Linked DNA regions of Cricetulus griseus: region 2 is linked to region 1. The links are chromatin contacts, called in public Hi-C maps. All regions are on one chromosome and are shown on one strand. Each heading gives the region's core, a stretch centred on a gene start, on an enhancer-like site or on the middle of the called end of the contact. The rest is flanking DNA. Distances are from core to core; before and after follow the strand shown.

Region 1 (5,568 bases), core at 2,259-4,758:
ACCATTTCTCATTTCGTTTCAGCACAATACCAGCTACAATGAATATGGATAGGCTGTGTTTATGTTTAAGACTGATACAAATTAAGAGGCAAATATCTGTATTTTTATGCTCACACATATTTAGTTAATATCCTAATTAAAAATAGGTACGTATCTGATTTCCTGTTCTTTTTAAAATTTTGCTTTCTAAATCTCCATTGGTCTGTGTATTTCTTCTCTTACCATGAGTGTATACCATTTATGAGGGGTAGAAACAGGGACTTTGTCCTACTTCTTGGAGGGTCTAGCTATCTTAAACTTTTAAAAACAACAAGCTAACCTACCATAAAACCTTACAAGTATTTTTAACTGAATACTTTGGCTTTATTTGAAAGGTCAACCAGGAACAGAGGCAATAATCAACTTTTTAGGTCATGTAACTGTTCTTCCCAATAGAAGAAACAGGTGATTTGGCTCACAAGAACATAGAAGTGACTTTGCACATTTTCCTCCTGTTTAAGGATAGTGTACATGCCTTGGGCACTTAAAATCTACAGCTAATCTTCAATTCAAAATGGGACATTACATTCCCAACACCTTCTAATTTTATTAATGACATGAGCTAGAAACAACAGCAAGAACAAAAAAACTTAGAAAAATGCTTAAGGAGAAAAAAAATCATAAAGAGAAAACATTAAAGTTATCCTTGATATCAGGTAGTGTATTAGGCTATTTTTTAAAAATTTTATTTACTTTTTATTTTATGTGCATTGGTGTTTCGCCTGCAGGTATGTCTGGTGAAGGTGTCAGATCTTGGAGTTACAGACAGTTGTTAGCTGCCATGTGGGTGCTATGATTTGAACTCAGGTCTTTTGGGAGAACAGTCAGTACCCTTCGCTGCTGAGCCATCTTTCTATCGTACTAGGCTATTTTAATCAAAAGTATTTTATACTCTAGAAGTCAACACTTCAAACTTTGGCAATAAATGAACAAATCTTGTCATCCCAAATTATTTTAGCTGGGTGTAGTGGCAGCTGGACTGTAATCCTTGAATTTGGGAGGCTTAAGACCAGAGGAACATTTCAAGCCAAAGGCAACCAGGGCTAGAGTGAGCCCCTGCCTGAAAAATAATTAAAAAAGGACCAGCAATAAGGCTCCATGGGTAGGGCCTCTAGCCACTAATCCTGACAACCCAAGTTCAGTCCTGGAACTCTCATGGTAGAATGAGAAAAACGACTCTTGCAGGCTGTTCTCTGACCTCTCCACAAATAGCCCCCAACATTCAATAAATTAAAAAAAAAAAAAAAATTACCTACCACACCATTATCTAGCAAGTTAAAACGGAGATTCATCTCAGTGTATCTAAGACAAGACAGATGTGGGCTTTGAGTTCCTAAATCCTAAGCAATTATGAACATGTCAAAGTTTACAATATGAACAGGTAATATTTAAGATTACTGCTAAGACTGTAATCCTTAAACTGTATGCATTTTTTTTGGCTTCAAAAATTCATTGCTCAGCTGGGCCTCAGGACAGAGGCTTGTAACCTGAGCTATTCGGTGTCTGAGCCTAGAGGATCACTAAATTCAAAGCCTGCCTGGGCAACTTAGTGTAATCAACATCAACACTGAAAACAAGAAGGCTAGGGCCAGCATGGTAACAGGTCAATAGTTTCAGGGCCATCCTCTGAGCTACACCAGCCCTTGTCCCAAAAAAGACAAAATAGGGGCTGGGTGGATAGTCAGTCAGTAAAGTGCTTGCTGAGTACACACATAATCTCTTTCTCTCACTTGCTATCTTCATGAAAACAGAAGGGGACCCTAGTGGCAAAACCCTTGCCTAGGCTGTCCCAGAAGCCCTATTGCAGAAAGAAAAAGGAAGAAAGGGAGGAAGAAATCTTTCCTTTTGCAAAGTATCATAGGGCCAGTAATGTGGTGTTTTTATTATCTTTGTTTTCCTTCTTTTTAGCAGTCAACTTACAAGTACTATCAGAACCAAACTATTACAATGGAAGAAATAACAGAGGAAAAGTTAATATAACTAAGAACATATGAAATGGGCACAGAGACTAATCTACAGGGCAACATTAAGTACAAGTCCTAAGAAAGTTTACACATTAGACCAAATCTCATTTACAGTAAAGCAGTTTGGTATTAATTTTCAATTAATTAATTTGAGAAAGGGTCTCATTATGTAGCTCCAGCTGGCCCAGAACTCACAGACATCTGCCTCCTTTTTTGCCTGAGTGCTGGGATTAAAAGGACAGTTTGAATTTTTAAAAAAAATTGTTGAGAACTCTCCACAAACAATGTAAGAAACGAGACCAAGGACTCTTCTCCTTACTTAGCTAATTGACTCCATGTACCCAGGAAGGCAAGGCATCAGAATAACTAATCACGATGGAATGGGCAGGCAATAGCCCAGAAAAAACACACAGGCCTCGTATTCCTAGACCTATTGCTAGCTCATTTTCCTTCATCAGAGAAATACAAATGAGCTGACAAAAATATCTCCATGTTTCGAGAAATATCTGATTAAACTAGTGAAAATTTGTAACGCTCCAATTCTCTAATTTTAGTCAAGTACCACATGCAAACCCCACTGGCTAGCATTTTTTGAACACAAAGTTGTGCTGGATTTACGTTATCTCGTTTGGGCCTCCCAGCAGTCGTGGGAAGTGGGCACTATTACTGGGACTTTATACCGACGACAAAACCGAAGCCCAAAGGGTTTAGGAACGGATCATGGGGTCAAACGGCTCACAATCCTAACCTAGATCTGCATCGCTCCTCCTGAATGGGGACACCGCTGTAGGAGTTACCTTCAAGCTTACAAGTGGTCGGAGCGCTTCCGGGGGGGGGGGGGGGGGGGGACGGATACAAGGTCCTAAGCAAATGAAAGCTCACTATAAAACTTGGGTTCCTAGCAGGGGCCCGAGTCCTGGCTCTCTCACACACTTAGGTGACACGCCGAGGCACCAGGGAGAAAGAAACGTTAGGTGTCCAAGCCGCCGGGGCCCTGGTTGCGGGAGGAGCCGACTGCCTCGTGTGGTGTCGCCAGGCAGCCGCCAGCGGAGGGCTCCTTCAGGCCGGCCTCCCTCAGGCCGCGCTCCCGCAGGCCCGCAGCCACGGCTCCCGCCATATCAGGCTCCCGCAGGTCCACCGGGCCATCCCGCACGCTCACCTTTTGCTCCTCCGCCGACGCTGCCTCGGGAACTTCCGCGGACATGGTGCTCCTTCTGCAGAAGAGACGACGCCGGGAGAAGACTGATTACCGGGTGGCAAGGCCGCCCGCTGCCTTCTGCTCGCCCCGCTGCTCGCCGGGCTGGCGGCTGCCGCCTTATGACGACACGAGCCCCGGGCTCCCGCCCGCCGTAGCTCCCGCAGCCCAGGCCCGCCAGACTCCCGCGCCTCGCCCTTACCTACCTATCCCCGCGCCTCCGGCCCTGCGACGCCCAAGCACTTCCTTTTTCCCTCAAAGGTTGCGGCTCGCGCCTCACCTCACTTCCGTCCATGGTCGCACAGTGCTTCCTGGGAATTGTAGTTTGTCTGAGACTACTCTGTCCTCACGTTTACCGGTCTGCTTGCACTGCGCTCTGCAGTAAGTAATTAAGATTCAGCTTAATCCCATACACCATTATTTCTTCAGTTCCTCCACCTTGTCTCAGCACAATCTTTTCTTCTTAGATCAACTTGTTCAAGGCAATCACTGCTCTGGAGAGCCCCATAACGAGCACAGCATCATTACACAGGAATTGTGATTACTTTGGTAATGTCACCTTTCCTCTTCATATTAACCACATTAGGGAAGAGGCCGATATTTCACTCTGAGACCCTCTCAGACCTTAGTATTTCCTGTGTAATAGATAAAATGATGAATGAATTCAGCTTTCATTCCTTGTCCTTTCACGGCTGTCAGCTCAAGACACTGAGCTCCATAAGACTTTCCTGAAGTGACAAATCCTGTGGCTTCATATGTACTCGCCATATACGTTCAGCTAGTAGGAATTGGAAGGTAATGAATGCGGACCTAGAGGGCAAGGGACCAATCAAAAGATCCTAATAATTGGATATGGGATTTGGAAGCTGTCAAAACCAAAGCTGGGCCCTGTGGCATAGGACCGTAATCCCAGATATCTGGGAAGTTGAGGCAGAAGGATGGCAAATCCATGCCTGCCTAGACTATAGAGTAAATAAAAGGCCACCCTGGGCAGCTCCTCAGTGGTAGAGGGTTTGCTTAGCATGTGCAAATTTCTGCATTCAATCTTTCCAGCACGAGAATCACACACACACACACACACACACACACACACACACACACACACACACACAAGAGAGAGAGAGAGAGAAGAGAGAGAGAGAGAGAGAGAGAGAGTAGCTCAGGAGTAGGGGAGTCATTTGCCTGGAATGGGTTTGACTCCACATACAACCATCGTGATTGTGTATGTCTGTAGTCCTAGCCAGGGAGGTAGAGGCAGAAGGGTCAAGGAGTTCAAAGTCATCCTCAGCTTGAACTTGAGACTAGCCTGAGCTACGTGAGGCTCTGTCTCAAAAATAAAAGAAAATAAGATGACAACAACAGCAACAAAAGCCATAGAAATTCAAAGCCTCAACAAGGTATGAAATCTCAGAAGGGAAGACTTAAGTGAGACTTAAATTTGAAAAACAAAAGGAGTCCTAATAGCAAGTTCCTGTTGGAGAAGGAAGGAAAGGTTGGCCACTTAACCAAGTTCCTGTTTAAGATAAAAGGGCTTAAGAGCTAACTCTTGGACAAAGGTATCCCTGGAGAATAGTTCAGTTTGCTCACAAATCATCTGTGTGTGGTGCACAGCTAGGATCCCAGAACTTGGCAAGTGGAGAGAGGATGAACATCATCAGTTTCAAGGCCAATCTCAGCTATGTGTGAGTTCAAATCCAGTCTACACGACATGAAGGCATCTCCAAAACCAAAACTGCAAAAAGAACAATGAAAACAACTCTGTATTTGTTAATACTGACAAAGTAACCTACTGACATTTGCTCCCCATTCCAATTTTTTGTGAGACAGTCGTCTATGTATTCCTAGTTGTCCTAGAAATCTGCCTGCCTACATGTGCTGCACCTGGCTATGTTTGTTTGAGATAGGGTCTCACTGTAGCCCAAGCTGGCTTGGAACTCACAGCAAACCTCTTGCTCAAGCCTCTCTCAGGGCTCTTCATTTGAGTAGAGCTATAGATCGAATGGGAAAATGTATTAGTCAGGCTAATGAACGCATCTAACTACTGTTTTTTATTAATCAAATACAGTTCACATGCACACACACACACACACACACACACACTTGTAAACCTGAGTAAATTTTGGATTAAGATTGGGGGGGGGGGGCTGGAGAGATGGCTCAGCGGTTAAGAGTATTGACTGTTCTTCCAGAGGTCCTGAGTTCAATTCCTGAAACCACATGGTGGCTCACAAACACTTTGAATGAGATCTGGTGCCCTCTAGTGGTGTACAGGCAGAAGACTGTATACATAATAAATAAAATCTTAAAAAAGAGAGAGAGAGAGAGAGATGTGAAAAGGCAGGCAGATCTCTGTGAGTTCAAGGCCAGCCT
Region 2 (5,568 bases), core at 2,106-4,605, 280 kb before region 1:
GGGTCCTCAGACCTGCCCAAACCTGTTGGGCCATCTCACTGCCCCCACTGGAGGGTTTTAAAAGAAATGTGACTTAAACAGGACCACTCAGCCTTTGTGGTGTGTGGGAGTGTACACGCACAAATAAAAATCTGAAAAGTGACTTTAAAAACCAAAAAACAAACATGCCAGTGGTTCAGTTCACTCAGGCTTTTTAGAAGCCCAAGTCGTAGGCCTGGGGAGATGGCACACACGTCAGGGCCTGGGTGTAAATAAAGTTGGCGCAGTGGCTTCTGCTTGTAATCCCAATGCTGGGGAGACAGAGGCAGGAGGATCTCTAGAAATCACTGACCAGCCTGGACTACTTGTCGAGATCCAGGTAAAAGTAAGAGATTGTTTAAAAAGCAAGGCCGACAGCATTCTGAACAAGGAAACCTGAGGCTGACCTATACACACAGACACAAGACACACACACACACACACACACACACACACACACACACACACAGAGAGAGAGAGAGAGAGAGACAGAGAGAGACAGAGAGAGAGAGACAGAGAGAGAGAGAGAGAGAGAGAGACAGAAAGACAGAGAGACAGAGAGAGCAAGAGCAACCAAGACCTCACTGTGTCCCACCAGGCCTCAACAGCCCCCCACTGTAACTCCACCTCCTACCCCGCCACTGTGTATGCCTCTCCAGACAGGGCCTCAGCTTCCCCCCAGTACAGCGAGCATACTCCCCTGCCTCAGCTTTGGCTCACTATACCAACCCCCCCCCAAACACACACACACACTTAACAGCTTTGCATTGATTTTTGTTTCAAACTCTCTTCACTGTGGCAGTCTATCCTTTTTTTATACAAGTAAGGAATCTGCATTCAAACATCCTTCCCAGGAGCCACCCTGGGTCACAGTCTCTGCGAGTTTTTTGAGTTCCCCCATAGCTCATTTCTCTCTTCCTTACCCCCTCCTTTCTATCTAGAGAACATATATAGCCTAGAACTTATTTTACCTATTGAATGCCTGACTCCCAGCTTTGGACCAAAGCCTTCTGAGGGAACATTCTTGATTTGTTCGCTGCACACAGAGCCTGACACACCAGGGGCTGGCAAACTGTGTGAGAAAAAGAGAGGTATGTGTGTGTGTATGTGTGTGTGTGTGTGTGTGTGTGAGAGAGAGAGAGAGAGAGAGAGAGAGAGAGAGAGAGAGAGAGAGAGAGAGACTGTTGACAGAGAAGCAGGGGGCAGAGATAGAGGAAAAACTAAAGACTAGGGGTGGGAAGAAGTTAACTCCTAGACAGGAAGAGTCAGTCAGGTGTGCAAGGGGGGTTGGATCTATAAACTCAGGGCCCAGCTTTCTACCTTCCATTTTCTCTGGGGGAGGAAGTAAAAGGACAGAGGCCATCACAGAATGCTAAGTGGCTGACAACTGCCAGGGCAGAGAGCTGTCTGAAGATACTACAGGGTGACTTAGCCATTGGCCACAGAGGCCTCCTGGTGCCTCCTCTTCAGCAGCCTCATGAGTCCAGCAGCAGGAGAAAGGAAGGCTGTTGGTCCATCCAGGGCTGAGGAGGAGGCAGGAGGACCAGATAGAGTCATGGTCCCTTGGCAAGACTTTTGGAAGTTAATCAAAGTATCTGTGCTGATGCTAGGGAAGGGATAGAAGACAGGTCAGGGCTGAGGGCTCCAGGGGAAAGCCAGGGTTCCCAAGGATCCGGGAGAGACTATGGTCAGAGTAGGACTCTAAGTAAGAGGATGCAAGACAAGATCACCCCCCCCCCGTGGGTGGGTGGGTGGGGTTTCTAGAGTGAGGGGCTCATGTCACAAGGGCCACCTGTGTAGCACTTCAAAATGAATGCACAAGCCACAGGGCCAAGGAACGTCTCCATTTCCTCAGCTGTCAAACAGAGAAGTCTGAGGCACTAAACCAAGCTTGAGACAACATCACCACCTTCAGCCTACAAGGCTCTGAAAAGGGGAAGGAGAGACTGACCCCATGTCTCCACTCCCTACTTCTCAACTTTGGGGTGGCAATGTGCTTAGCATGGGCCCCCTTTATCCAGACTCCCTGGCAGAGGCCACATGGCCTAGTTCTGGCTAATAAAGTACAAATAGAAATCTTAGGAAGAGAGGAATTCTGGGAAAAATTTTGCTTTCTCCCTAAGAAGGAAAAGAGCCCGGGGTTCACATTCTCCCTTCTTCCTGCTTTGGATACAGAGGCAAAGTTTGGAGCAATGGCAGTCATCTTGGAGTCACTGGGTAAATGCCAATGGCTGATGGTGTGGAAAGGCCTGGGCTCTTCAAAGCACCAAGCAGTTGCACCAGACCTGATCTTGTTACCAGAAAAACAACTCACAATTTAACTAATTACATCTGGACACATTTCGAAATCTCACAGAAGCGGGCTGCCCTTCTAACAAGAGAAGGTCCCTGGGAAGGCATAACAGGGGTTCTGTACTTCCAGCAAGTTTCAGGGAAAATAAATGCTAAAGGCCCCTTACTGAACCCCAGTTCCCTTCTCCAAATGGAACTTAAATTAAGGCTGTGACCAATTAGGAAGGCGGGGACACCACACATAAGTGTGTGTGTTTGCGGGGTGGGGGGTTGCTGGCTAACAAGCCTTGCTCTGCAAGGGAGGGTGAGCGGGTAAGACCACTGCCCAAGCGGGGTCTCCACTCTGAGCTCTGCGGAGGACCACCCCTCTCTGACCACCCCTGTTCTGAACCGGGATGGAAGCGGGCACGCCGGCAAGTTTATTTACACCGCGCTGGCCCTTTTATGTCAACCGCGGCATCCATCAAAGGCTTCTAAAGGGCCTGCCGCAAGCTGAACGCGTGGATGCAGGAGGCGTCTCCGCTTCCCTCCGCCATCAAGCTCCCTGCCCCCACGGACAGTGGAGACACGGGAAAGGGAGCCTCATATCCGCGGGGAGAAAGGATCTAACGGGGGGCAGAGTCCCAACGGGGAGCAGTAAAGCGGTCCCGCCCCGGCACACCTGCTGGCTGCGCCTCTCCACCCGCCCCCTGGGAGGGGCTCAGCATCCTCCCACCCCGGGCGGTGGAACCGGTCCCACGCGGGTCCTCCAGCCCCTCGGAGGGTCGGGCCCACGAGAGCTTCCCCGCCACCCCCGGCTCGCACTCACGCTCCACGTCATGCAGCTTTGCCCGCTCCTCCTCCAGTTTGCCCTTGAGGCTCTCGGCCTCGCTCTTCAGCGACGCCAGCGTCTCGTTCTCGTGCAGCCCATCGGTTGCCATCTTCGTCGGGATGCAGCCGGGAGACAAACGCAAAGCGGGAGATTGAGAGCCGACGCCGGGGTGGCCGAGAGGGCGGGATCAGCAGCAGCCTCCGTGACCCCGGACGCCTCCCCGGGTCCGCCCCCTTGGCGGTGACGCGACCGCGGCGGTGGCAGACTTCCCCGGCTCCGCCCTCCGCGCTCTCCCTGAGAACCAGGCGGGGCTATGCCCTGGATGGGATAAGGGGTGGAGGCTTGGGGGAACTGAGGCTCACAGAACAAGCTGTGGTCCCAACTCCTCTTTCTTCGCTCCAGGGGAGCCTAGAGAAGTCGACACAACCCAGCCCTCTGCATCCCTGGGGACTTGAGGCAGGATGCGTCAGAAACCTGTCCCACAACCCTCTAGCCAGAAACATTCTTTTAAAAATGAGTTCTGGCTGCCGGGGTCCTGGGATGGGGCAGCAAAAGTAGGGGTCGGTGGCACACCCTGCTGGAGTCGGAGGCGTCCTTTCCTCTGGAATGAAGTCTTGCTTATGGTGACAGAGTAACAGACTACAGTGGCTCCTCTCCACCTACACTTCCCTGGGCTTAGGTTCCCTGGTGACTCTTTTGATGCTCACCGAAGTTGCTCGAAAAACCAAAGTAAATAAAATAAATAGTTCAGTTAATGCTAGCTTATTAAATGGATGTATAAAACATGCTACATAAGTGTAAGTGTATTCATATAAAGTGTAGATGTATAGCGAGCAAGGGCTCACTGGTGAAGAACACTTGATGATCCTCCAAAGGACCCAGGTTCGATTCCCAACACCCACATGGTGGCTCACAACCCTCTGTAATGCCAGTTCCGGGAAGCCAATGCCCTATTCTGGTTTTACTGACATCAGGCATGCCCCATGGTGCACAGACATACGTGCAGGCAAACCTCTAGTATACATAAAATAAACACACCTTTTTAAATTAAAAATTTAAAGATTTATTTTATTTTATGTAGATGAGTGTTTTGTCTACATGTACGTCAGTGTACCTCAAGGGCGCAGCACTCCTGTCGGATCAGGAGATGGTGCATTACCACCTGTTACCAGATGGGGGCCCTTGTGAGCCACAGCTTTGAGCTCAGCCTGGTGACTCTTCTGAGACAGGCAGGGACTGATTTCCAGGGCTGAGGACATTTTTGGTGGTGATCTGAAGCCTGATAATAGCCACCTTTGGCAAGGATAAGATGCAATGTACTTTGAAAAAAAGAAGTCAGGATTTCTGTTCAGTTCCTACCAGGCCCAGCAGGCTTGGGCTCAGGAGCACTGGAGTTTAGTTTTGCTCTCTGCTTAGCTGGGCAAGATCAGCCAGGCTGTCTAAACAGCTAAGACAGGGAGCCTGGACAGGTCACCCAGGACTGTTTATCTACCAGAATTTCTTCTAGCTTTCTGGCTTCTAGGCAGACTGGGAGGAGACAGAAGTGAAAACCATCAGCCCCAGGAATAACGACTTGTTAGGAGTGTGTTATGACGCCTTGCTATGACCTCACATGACACTTACAGAACCCTGGGGTACAAAACTGTTAGCATTCCTATTTCCCAGGTGGGAAAATAGGCCTGTGGAGATGGGTGACAACTGGTGCCCACACTGCCTAGGAGAGCAAGTAGTCCCGGACCTCAGGCAGACACCAGAGTCACACTGGGCTTCCAGGAGCCTGGGGGCACATCCTACAAACCCACTCTATGGTAACTCGTTTATCACAGGCTTGCATTAGACATTATTTTAAGGAAGGAAACTTGAGAGAACAAAATAGAACAAAGGAACTCACAATCTCTGCACAGGTGGAACAGTAGCTGAGCTGCTGAGATTTCTTGAACACGGGCCTGAGGGCTCTTTGTTTGAAGCATTTGTCACAGGAGCCGAACACATTAACCAGGAAGGTCTGATCACACATCTTGCCCGAGATGAGGCTGAAGGACAGGAAAACAAACAAACAAACAAACAAACAAAAAACAAAAAAACATGATCGGGGTGTGGGAAAGACAGAGAACGCTTCTGGGGACCCAAGCCTCATCCTCAGCTGCCTCGGTCTACACCTCCACGCACGGGCAGAGCTCACAGTGAGTGCTGGCCTCTGCTTTACCGAAACACCCAAACCCATTTGATCAACAAGAAAGACAGACAGCCCGATTTCTGAAGTACACGCGGTTAACTGGTTGTTTAGGCAGCTTGCCTAGACCGTTAAAATTGATCTTTGGAACACCGGGGAAACATTATAATGCATAATACAGTTAATTTCTTAACATTTAACATTAATCATCTTTGTTTTCATTTATACATTTTTATTGGTGTGTATGTGCACACCCTTATTTTTGATACAAGGT

The links. A called contact is a pair of places that touch in the nucleus more often than the background predicts.
Region 2: a contact with region 1 is called in a Hi-C map of the CHO-K1 cell line, with 5 times the contacts expected there. The contact joins the promoter of Gnb5 here to the promoter of Arpp19 in region 1. A contact is called at or near these places in 2 of 8 Hi-C or Micro-C datasets (both in the CHO-K1 cell line).

Annotation. Positions count from the first base shown.
Region 1 is chr4:186,287,464-186,293,031 of CriGri-PICRH-1.0, reverse strand. Arpp19 (cAMP-regulated phosphoprotein 19) reads right to left here and starts at 3,508. Exons shown (of 4, transcript XM_027411151.1): 1 at 3,405-3,508; 2 at 3,163-3,217. The coding sequence starts at 3,493.
Region 2 is chr4:186,570,994-186,576,561 of CriGri-PICRH-1.0, reverse strand. Gnb5 (guanine nucleotide-binding protein subunit beta-5) reads right to left here and starts at 3,355. Exons shown (of 11, transcript XM_027411145.2): 1 at 3,119-3,355. The coding sequence starts at 3,230.